Regions from separate parts of the Rattus norvegicus genome. Here region 2 is linked to region 1. The links are chromatin contacts, called in public Hi-C maps. All regions are on one chromosome and are shown on one strand. Each heading gives the region's core, a stretch centred on a gene start, on an enhancer-like site or on the middle of the called end of the contact. The rest is flanking DNA. Distances are from core to core; before and after follow the strand shown. Region 1 holds the start of Corin (corin, serine peptidase). Region 2 holds the start of Commd8 (COMM domain containing 8).

The links. Hi-C and Micro-C count contacts between places; a contact is called where the count stands out from the background.
Region 2: a Hi-C map of kidney shows a contact between it and region 1, with 4 times the contacts expected there. The contact joins the promoter of Commd8 here to the promoter of Corin in region 1. A contact is called at or near these places in 3 of 12 Hi-C or Micro-C datasets (the A7r5 cell line, kidney and liver).

What each region holds. Positions count from the first base shown.
Region 1 is chr14:36,032,491-36,038,256 of GRCr8, forward strand. Corin (corin, serine peptidase) reads left to right here and starts at 3,076. Exons shown (of 22, transcript NM_182473.2): 1 at 3,076-3,367. The coding sequence starts at 3,101.
Region 2 is chr14:36,399,671-36,405,436 of GRCr8, forward strand. Commd8 (COMM domain containing 8) reads left to right here and starts at 3,330. Exons shown (of 5, transcript NM_001106004.2): 1 at 3,330-3,407. The coding sequence starts at 3,342.

The DNA.
Region 1 (5,766 bases), core at 1,826-4,325:
GTGAGCCCCTGGCACGTCTACCACTCACACTTGCATCTCTCCTGAGACACGAGCCTCCCTTCTCAGCCCGAGACTGGAGCGACTGCAAAACCAGAACTCCAGAACCCACGAGCAAATACACACCCAGAGTAGCAAATACAGACCCAGAGTTTAGCCGGCACAAAACACAAGGACACAGACGAAGACACAGATGCTATCTCACCTCCAAGTGGGTCTTCGGAGACGAGGGTGGTCGCTGATCCTGGACGAGCCCCCAAATAAAAGATCCCCGGAGCGGGGAGACTCTCACTCAAGTCTCAGGATGATGCGACCTCCCAAGAACTCATGTGAGACCGTCCTTGTTGTAATAAACATGAGGTTTATTGATAGGAACCAGTGCACTGGGGTCGAGACTCATATCCCACGCAGGGGCAGTGGAGTTCAACCGAGATCCTTACTTTTAAGGAAGGTTCCTATTTATTCATATGACTCAGTTGAAGAAGATGAAGGCACAGAAAATTATTTCTATGACTAACACACAAATGAGTATTTTTGTCAGTAATCACCATAAATTTCTTTAATGTTTGTTTTTTTCTTTTAAATTATATGACTAGTTTGATATATGCCTGAAATGCTAGACAATAAAACTTTCAGAATGGTACCAGAAATACTAATTTTTTATTTATTTATTTATTTTTTTGCAAAACAAGAGTATTTTAAGACGCTGGACAGTGATTAATCATTTGTTAACTGAGGGGCTGGGAGTCCAGTTGTAGAGCACTTCCCTTGCAAAGCTCACAACCACAGCTCTAATAATGTAAGTTTAAGTCCGTGACATGATTTTCTAAAGGAATAATGCCACAGTGATCAGTAAAAAAATCACTGTGAGCACGCTGCATAATTAACTTGAAAATAAGACATGTTTGATTTCTTACAGTATTAAATTACAAAGTCTAAACATAGACGCTCACCCTCATTTCTCATACTGTGCTCCCAAGCAGCAAAAAGTACCTCAGCTACTGCTCCTGATACTCATGGCGGCTGGAGCTATTAGGAGGGAGTATTTAGAGCAGTTACCTCATCAGTACAGTAGCCGCCTCTGGAACCTAGCATAGTGGAGCAAGGAACAGGGTAAGAATCTACTTAGCTATTTCTGTTTCATAGCTCCCACAGCTCCACCAGGGGGCAGAACTGGGAAAAGAAACTCATCTGCGACTTCAAGAACGGACACCCATTTGCAGACTGCTCAACTCTGGCCCTCAGGTGGAGTTGGCAGATGTGTCTCCTGGGCTCTGGATTCTCCGACAGGGGCCCTGTGAGTGGAGGTGTGTGCTAAGGCAGTGTCTCAGTAAGAACTCAGTCACAAAATGCCACCATCTCTGGGGACTGTCAGGTCACTGCCAAATAGATGACTGGTTACTCCAGCTGCCTCCCATCTCTGAGTTAAAAAGGATACGTGTGTGTGTGTGTGTGTGTGTGTGTGTGTGTGTGTGTGTGTGTGTGTAGTGCTTAGTGCAGAGTCTGCCATGCTGGAACACTGGGAGGTTGTGAATTATGAAACGCTTGTTAGAAACTGCATTCCTCACAGATGCTGGGATAACTTGAAATCAGTGTCCCACGTCTTTTTTTTTTTTTTTTTTTCTTTATTTCGGAGCTGGGGACCGAACCAAGGGTCTTGCGCTTGCTAGGCAAGGGCTCTACCACTGAGCTAAATCCCCAACCCGTGCCCCACGTCTTTAACTACACGTAGATGGCATTTCCCACACTGCATGTCTTTTCTGAGGCAAAGCACCCATTACCACTTCCTTCCAGTTGTACAAATGTGCCTTTTTGTCCACGCTTGTACTCAAGGGGCAGGTCCTATTGTCTACTATATGTGGCCTTCTCTAATGGAGATGGGCTACGGTATAACCTTGAACAGTCTTTGAAATTTTGAATAAAAATACACTTAAAAGTCATGTCTAAGAAAATTTAAATCTTTGTTATCCTTTTAAAATTTTTTTCTTTTTTCGATAAATATTTAAGAATTGCCTTGGCCTTCAATGCAACCTTTGCTTTGGAATGTCGACACTGTTCTCTCTCTTTGCTGCCACAGGAATGGGGCTGGGTCTGTCTGACAGGCACAAATTTGCCGGTCCCTGATTTCAGCCTTGTTCTTGTCCGGCAATGCCAGGCTGGAGTTCTGGCCCATAGGGCTTGAGCAGCCAAGCTGGCTCGCAAATGCAGTTTTCCCCCTAAACCTGTAGCAGAAGACAGATTTACAATTTGTGTAACGCAGATAATGTCTGCCTTCAAAACCTTACGTCTCTTCCAACACAACAAACAACATTGGATTGCCAGTGCCCGGAGGCAGTCATTTTGATACTTGCCTGGTTAGATTCCTGTTTGGGGGGATAGAGCATTCTAGGATGTTATAATGACAGTTCGGAGGAGAGCAGCCCTTTACACGGCTCAACTAAGTTCTGGCCTTTGCTGCTCCTGTCCCATAGTTTAAGGGTTTGTTTGTTTCCTGGTGTGGGGGATGGGGGCAGGAGACTCTTGGCTCTCCATCTGCCATAGAAAATGAACTTTTTTGAAGGCAGGGCTGGGTATGGAGGAGCTGTCTCATTAAGGGTTATGGGTAGGACCCAGAGACGTGAGTGAAGGGAGGGAGTGGTCTGAGGGTGGGGTCTGCCCAGCAACAAAATATGGGGCTCCTGTCCCCTGACTACAACTTCACTCCGAGTGAGGAGAAAGACACCCGTAGTTGCCTCTCCTAGAGATCCATAGAGCAGAGAAGAGCGACCGAGATAAGAGTGGACAGAGGATAAAGATATGTTCACGAAACGGCCCCCCGCCCTTGCTCCGGAGGAGCACAGTCGCCGAGCCGACGCCCCAAAGAGGGTAAGATCCACCCTCCTCGCTCCTCCAGCACACAGGTCGCGTGGCCTGAGTCCTGGTGACTTCAGAGTCAATCTTTTTCTCCCCGTCCCTTCCTCCCTCCATCGGGTGCCACCTCCTGCCTGTCCGTAGGTCAGTCAGTGAGCACAGACTTCTCAGTGGCTCGCTCAGTGCCCTGCAGCTAGTCCCCAAGCGGACAGTCCTCCACTCCCGTGGCTTGGAGTCGGAGGCTCGGACAGTCATGGGCAGGGTTTCTTTCAACGTTCGGGTCAGCTCTGTGAGGAGAGCCCGCTGCTCTTGTCCTGGGCGATGCTACCTGTCCTGCAGAGTCCCTCCAACCACCGCCCTCCATGCACTGAACGGGTTTGGCCGCGCGGGGGTTCTGGGGGAGACTGCAGGTGGAACCGTCGGACTCGGCCCCTCGGGGACCCGTGGCTTCCTCTCCGGGTCCAAGTTCCAGGCTTCGGGCAGCTTGAAGGATTGCTTTGGAGCCCCGCCTGCTCCAGACGTAAGCCTGCATCCCTACTGCGCGCGGCCCTGCTACTGGCGCCGTGACTAGGTCCCATTTGTAGTAGTGTCCCCCGTTGGGGATCAGTCAGTGCCCCGGGATGGTGCTATGCATTGGTACCGCACAACTAAGAGGTCGGAACGCCCGGGTCCCCTGCTCGCGAGCTTACTCCGGGACGGCACCGACTCCGCGCGCACCGAGCACAGTCCCTGGTTTGCAGCACAGGTTTTGAGCTGTTAGGATTTGGGACGCTTGCCCCAATCCCTGCAGTCCTGGGAAGGGTTAGCCTTGCTGCCACTGTCTGCAGAGAGAAGGAAGGGTACTGCAGAAGGTCCCCCTGACCTGAGCCCCAGGAAACCCAGTCTAGGTTGCAGCCACCCTTGTCTGCTGTGTCGTTAGGGTCTTGGAGTCCGCTGGTTACCGCCAGGATCCCTGTTGCGCAAAGCGGGAACCGGACCAGCCAGTGCGGGCAGGGAGAGAGCGTGCTTGGGAAGGCGTCCTGAGGTGCTGTCCTACCAGGTTCTGCTAGAACTCAGTGCGGGACTTCTGTGCCGGAGCTCTAGAGGCGGGAGAATGATAGTGGGCGCGCTTTGCGCAGCTTCCCAGTTTTGGGGACCGAGGTGGAGACTTAGTTTCCAGATTCCCAGGAAAGTAATCGTAGCAATCGCTTCCCACTGAAACTTCTCGGAACTTCGCGCTGCGAAGGCTTACAGAACAAGGCTCCGAGGGTCTCCAGGACCATGGCTATATAGTCATTCCACTTTTAAGATAGGAAGGAATCTACTGATGGACGCGTAAGTCCGCAGGAGAACAGCAGAGGGCCACCGCAAAGGGAGCCATGCTAGGACTTACTGCTGCTTGTTCAGGGGCGCATTTTGGTAGAGTTTTGAAGTGAGACGTGCTGTAAACATTAATTTTGGCAAATCTCCCGAACAAACAACAACTAGGCTTTTGGGAGTGTGTCAGTCACAATACCACCAACACTCCTCGTTTCCTGATACCCACTAGTCTTGTTTGAGAAGGCGCTCAAAATCAGTTTCTATAACCAAGGCTCTGGGGTGATATCCACGTAGGTGCTCGTCGAGCAGTTAGGACCTGCAGACTCCTCCTGACCACAACAAGAGTTTTGATTGTATGAAGTATCTTTAGGGTGAGTAGAACTTGGAGTAACCTAATCCTCAGGAAGCTGTGAAGCTTTCGTAGGGGAGGAGGGGTCTGTTCCAGAAAGTTCCATGTGGGATAGGGTTACAATAAAAATAAAAACCTAAGTTGTCCTTCCAGTGAGATAAGGAGACAGAAGAAATGAAGAAATGCTTTATTAATCTCTCCATGTAGATTTCCAAGAATGAGGTCTTTTGTTTGTTTGTTTGCTTTGAAGACACGGAATTGATTTTATAGCAGAGTGGACAGGAGGCCTTTGTATCTGCTATACTGAAAAGGCAAAGGACCGCTGTGGGGAGGTACTGCTAATTTCAGGATTGAACAGGGAGAGGTAGGGGCAGGGGCAAGAGGGGTGCTGTACACAAGGGCATTTAAGGCTCAGGGCCGTCTGGGTGAGGATCATCTCTGTTCAGGGTCTAGTGCTCCAGGGAAATCATCAAAGCATGGCCTCAGTCTCCATAGAGTGGTGACTGCCCCTGTGTAGGGGGTGAGTGTCACCCTGGGCTGGTCTCCCTGTAAAGCTCTCTGTTTCCGGAAGGTGTCAGCATAGCTACCAGGGATTTTGAGGTGCTACTTTGGGGAATATGGAACAGGGAGTCATACAAGCTCATGGAGGACAGTATCATCGTGTCTGTACCGAGCTGGCTTGTGCTTCAGGCTTGAAGGGGAATAAGAGACACCGGTTTATTTAGAGCTGAACCCCCCCCCCCCCCCGACCATTTTGAGATAGACATTCTTTAAATAGTTGCATGTTGTGTGCAAAGCGGAAAGCAGACCCAAGGTCTAAGGCAAAAGAGAGGAAGTGAAGGTAAAAGGTAGGGTGGTTTTTTGTTTTCTGTGTTTTTTGTTTTGTCTGTTAGATATCCTCAGGCATCAGTGAATCAAGGCTTCCTGCATCTGAGCCTTTAAAGAAAACAGCCTCTGAAGCCTGCTCACATCTCTCCCTGACAAGGGCGGGGAACCACTGTTTGGGAGATAGGGAGATAGGAGGGCAGCGCCTCCAGAGAGGGGATAGTGTCGTACTCTGATTTCTCTAGCCCTCATTATGCAACTTCAACACGGAAATGATACTCTGTTACTTCTGTCTCTCTTCTTTACCCCAATGTCCTTCAACACAAAGATCTGTCTCTCCCAGTGCTGCCACAGGAGCTCCCTGGGGACTAGGAAGTGCTGTAACACCAACTGTTTGCTGAAAACATCCAAGACAGTCAGTCATTATTTATTTGTCCTGCCACCAA
Region 2 (5,766 bases), core at 2,080-4,579, 370 kb after region 1:
AGAATTTATTGGTTTTTCCAGAGCGTTAACATAAAAATGTAGACCAGGCCACATCATTTTTCTGAGTAAAATCCCTCTGCATGTCTTTGTGTCTTTGACACTACTCCTGCCTTGTCCAGTGCAGCTCAGTCAGGGTCGTGAAGAAATCTGACATATTTTTCAGGGTCTCTGTATTCTTCCTGCAAATAACCCTTTCACCTCATTTCTTGGGTCAATGCTGCTCTTAGGCATGATGCTGCTCTCAGTGGCGGAGAGAACATGGAGGCTGATGTCGAGATTCCACACTGTACCTTTACAGGTTGTTATGAATGTTCTCCAGGGATAGATGTGTATTGGGCTTTGTATGTTTAGGTGGGCAATTTTACCTTATCAATTGGATCAAAGGTTTTTGTGTTGTGTGTTCTTTCTTGTAGTGGTTTAAGAGTAAGAGCGTGTGTGGCGGCTAGAGGCACTGGGCTGCCACAGAGTTGGGATGTGTATTTCTGGCAAGATATCTAGCAGATATCACTGGGCACTGTGGTGCCAGACCTAGAGTGGGTAAAAAAGACTGTTTTACTTTTTATATTTTTACAACAGCACACAGAGATACACTGTAGTTCTTTCTTCCTCTATCAGATGACTCTCCCCTGTTCTGAAGAAATTTGTCAACATGATCTTCTCTGACTTACCTACTCATTAGTTAAGTACCTCTCCTCCCCTGCAACTCCGTGTTTACTTACCTACATTCCTTTTATCAGAGAAGTTAGAGAACCATCTACCAACTGTAGATGGTCTGTCAGGAATTGGGCAGGGCGGGAGGAAGGGAGGAAGAACCCGAGATTTTGTGCAGGAAACTCTATCCCCAGAAGACAAACAACTGACCAAGAAGAACAGAAAGAAGCTCTCTACAGAGGAAGCTGACATTCCAACTTCTGATCAGTACTGTGAGGCTTACCAGACTCCGTCCACATCTCCCAATCACAACCCTTCGTTCGCATCACCTGGGCAGCTCCATAAGGCAGGCTGGGTGCCTCTGAGAGGCAGATCACTTTTCAACACTTCCATCCAGCACTGGATCTAGCCGCAGAGATGAGAAGATGGTTTTCTGGAAGCTGCTTAGCCTTGGCCATATACAGGCAGGGGAAAAAGACTCCTTAGAAAGGAATCATAACATTTTCTAGGTGCTAGCCTATGCTTTATCCAAACAACCTTACAGATATGAACTTCTAACAAGCTCTGTAGAGTGTACATGGTCGTTGTAAGTAATGAGAGACTGAGACGCAGACACACAAGAGAGGGGAACTATGCTATTGCTTTACAGATGATAACAGTTACAAGGATTTAACTCCAGAGTCTGCATTTTGAGCCCTTCCTATAAATAGGGGTAGGGAGATAGAAACCCAACTACACCTAGCTGAGGTAGGATCAGAACAGACAGGTAATGTTTAAAATGCTTCAGGGGCTTGGTTTGTTGGCAAGCCTGAATACGTGGGTTCAGTCCCCAGGACCCTTAAAGAAAAGAACATCTATAAGTTGTCCTCAACCTACACACACACACACACACACACACACACACACACACACACACACACACACAAAATAAACTTTTTAATTAAAAAAGTTGAAAATTAAAAAAAATGATACCTTAGATTACTCAGGAAGACAAACTATTACTAACGAAAAGACATTAAATATTAAGGGCTCTTTCCTCTCACTTTATGTAATACTATAAGTGCAGTATCTGTCCGAAGTTCAATTTTGATAGTCACGTTTCAGTGGTCAAGTTTTTCTTGGTGGCCAGTGTTGTCTGGATCCAGTTTTTGTTATCCTTTATTCCTGATGGATATCATTTTGCACTATTGACTTACACATTGCATGGCCACAGGAGAATCATGCTTGCCTTCCTTTGCATAGGCAGAACACCCATTCTCTCCTTAGACTTTTGCAGCTATCACCCATGTGACTGGACAAGATATATATAATATATATATATATATATATATATATATTCCTCCACTAAGTCTGAATCCTAATCTTTAATACTGGCAAGATATTGACCACACAAGGCTACAGTGGAGACTAGTAAGACAAAATAAATCAAGAGTTTGTTATTTATTATATGCTTGACAGACATTTGTCTGATATGCTACACTGTATAAAATTCAACTTCCATAAGTGACAATGACAATACCCATCATTAGATTTATTGACGTACTTAAGTAGGTTTCCAGACAACCACTTATCTTAACAATGCTTGGGAACTCTCCATTCACAGTGCTTTAAGACATTGCCTTTAGCTGGAACAATGAGAGTCGTAAACATATGTTTTGTATTATGGTAAAACTTAGAAAGTAGTAAATGTTTTAAGTGAAAGACAGGTAAAGCCCTAAGACCTCATTCCCAAATGCCGGGGCACAAAGTGGAGAAAGGAATTTGAGGTTGACCTTGAACATTCTACTGGGCAGTTTTTCTCAGAATAATTTTCAGTTTGGATAGTTCCTTTCTCTTTTCCCGTGTGCTTCACCACTTTGTAACATTCTTAACTGTAACATTACAAATCGGGTTGCAATCACCTTTTCTGTCTAATAGTTATGGCACCTTTCCATGACAGGGCTCATTTTATCACGGACTTTCTACCTTTGGATTGAAATTACAGCTCAAAGAGTTTGGGGCTTAGTCCCTGGTAAATGCGTGGGTGTAGACAAGGGTTTTATTTACCAGCAGGTTGTTTTTGTATCTTAGCTTGGGTAATAAGTATTTGGGCTGCCTGATAATATATAGCTGACTCAGTTAAATACGAATTTCAGATAAAAAAAAAAGAACTTTTAGCTTAAGCTAGCTATGCAGTGTTTTGGATATATTTAAAACATTATTTGCCGTTCCCCTTAAACTTCACATTTAACTTTGCCTTTTTATGAGGCCTGTCGCGTTTGTTGTTTGCAAATGGGAAAAAAATCAAATATCTTCTTAGGATAAAAACATGTAACTTTAATTTGCCTTTGAGCTCAAACTCCTTGAATAGGAGAGTGTCAGATCTCTGAGGAAAAGGCCTTGGGATCAAACACAGACTGCGGCTAACCTTAAGTTCATGAGATCTGTCTCTGAACACAGTCTCAACCGAGCTGAAGTCTGTAAAACTCTTCCTCCAGATAGCAAGCGGTCGGAAACAGACTGCCCCTCAAGCAGAAAAAAAATTGCTCTTTCTTGTCTATGTGGGAAACCTATGCTTGAGGCTTTGCGCACGCGCACAAGGACTTTGAGCCTGACTGCTGGCCCCGCCCTCTGAGAAGTCACGTGGGAGAACCGTAGCTTACGCCTAAGGTCCAGGCCTATCACGTGACAGGTATCTTAGCTTCTCGGGGATGGAGCCGGAAGAGGGGACACCGCTTTGGCGGCTGCAGAAGCTTCCTCCGGAGCAGGGCGCCGGGGTGAGGAGTTTCGGAAGGGAATGGGAAGGCGGGGTCGGGACGATTATTCCTGGGACCCTGGAGACAGAATGGCGGCTAAAGAAATTTACGCGGGCCTGGGAATGGCCCAGGCCTGGGTGCGTGCGGGGTCTTCTTGATTCTAGAAAGCCTGAGATCTGCTGCGTCCGCGAGTAGGTTCTGCACTCTTTGAGTTCAGGTCTCCGGAACCTGAACTCTGCGTACCCATTCTGTGTGAGGTACAGCGGATGCGGTGAGGACTCGAACCTGTCTCCTGGAGGGCGGCAGGAACCAACTCCTAGCCAGAAAAGGACTGGCCACTAACTTACGTATGGCCAAGAGGTGATTGTCGCCGCAGAAAACAACTCACCCACAAAGCCAGGCTTTCCCTGCAGTACACTTTGGGTCCAGACCCCTGTGAAAGTGATTTGATGGTTTCATTAAACTCTGCCCAGGGTTTCGTAAGTCTCCGTTGTAGCCCTCCTTCCCAAAGTCGGCTTCAGTTGTAGGTGGAAGAAATTTAACTTCACTCCTTTCGTTGCCTAGGAAACGTATCTTAAACATTTTCTTTGATTTTACAAACGAGGACGGTGAAATACTATCTATGGACTGAGTCTCCTAACTTTCAGGGCTGCTTTCCTCTCACATAGAGATGGCCAAGACATTGACTCTTGAATCTGAGCGGAGCCGGCTGTCTGCTTCCCGGGCCTCCGCCTTTGCCACAGCTGTGGAGAATCCCCGCTTTGGCGCTCCGCTCCTTTTTCACTGCATCAGTTCCTCCCTGGCCTGGGTTGTGATGCCACCATTCTTACCGGGTCACTCGATTTAAAAGAATCTGGGTTTCATCCTTGGACTTCCCTTTTTAACCACTTTTACCTGTTTACCATCTCTGCCACTCTAGTCTCCATAATCTTAGTCTTGCATTTACCTCCTGCTCTTCCAATATCTTGGCAAAGTTTTGGAACAATAATCTAATTGCTTGAATAAAAGTTGAGCACAGATTAAAGCCTTCGCTCCTTTCTGTTGTTATTGCAAGGCCCTCTGCGATTTGGCCCTTACTTTTTCAAAGGTCCTTGCTTTTTCACTCTCCTCTACCTCTGAATAGACGCTGGTCCCACTCCTGCACTGGGGTTTTAGGTCCAATCCTGTGTGCGCATGCGTATCCGCCTCTCTGTGTCTGGAAATGCCTGCTAGGCACTCATCCTCCTAATACAGCCAGATCCTTGCTCCTATGCACCTGTCATGAACACCTTTTACATCTGCTCCTCTATCACATCCACTTATTTATATGTGGACTTTCTGGTAAATAGATTGGAACTCCGTTATGGTAGAGCATCACCTATCCCCAATGTCCTCATTTGTAAAACGAGAACGGTCACAATGTTTACATAATAGAGATGTAGGGAGTGTCACGGTAGTGTTTGGCAGTCATTACAGGTGGCTTTTTTTTTTTTTTTTGTATTTCCATTTTATATAATGCAACAAACTACATGGTTATGAGTGAGCAAAAGGTGGTATTTGTATTTTTTTGTACCTTTTTCTCAGTTTGAGTTCTTGGAGTTATATTATCATGGGACAGTAGGAGAGAAGATGAAATATGTGTAAAAAGTTGGGAAGAATTAAGTATTTATGGCACAGAAGCATAATATCGCACATTAGCCAATGTCTTAGTCAGTGTGTGGAGGTGAGTCAGAAATTACCCATTTGTGTGGTGTTAGTGGGGGAAGTTCTCCCAGGAGTGGGTTAAGATCTAAGACAATCGGAGTCAAAAGACTTAACTAAATGCTGTCTCCCAGGTACTTGGATTTAAATGGTCCGTTGGCAGGATGCAAATGTTGGCTGGAACAGAATCACATGAATATGATTATCTGTGATACAGCACAGAAGGCTTGAACTGAGGAAGTAGTGATAGACGAAGGCAGACTCATGGCCTTCAGATGTCTTGTGCCTGCTAGGATGGTTGAGTTACTGTGCTCATATGTAATTCTGTGACGTTGTGGGGGCAGGTGACATTTTTCTCTTACACCTGGACTGCAGAGAATTTAACTAAAAGGAGTTGGTGGAACCCCAACTTTGCCCCAGACCCAGCCTTCATATTTTGTTACATTGACATGATTTCTGTTGCTGGTAGTCCAGGGTGGAAGGAACGTAGGAGAAGAAAGATGGCCAGCGCTTTCTCAGACCAAAACAAAATAAAACAAAATGCACCCCCACTGAGGAGTAGCAATGCTGTGAGAGGGGAGGCAAAGCCAGACCAGGATAGTAGTGCTCCACTGGAGCACTATCTGTGAGAGGGGCACTATCTGTGAGAGGAGCACTATCTGTGAGAGGAGCACTGTCTGTGAGAGGAGCACTGTCTGTG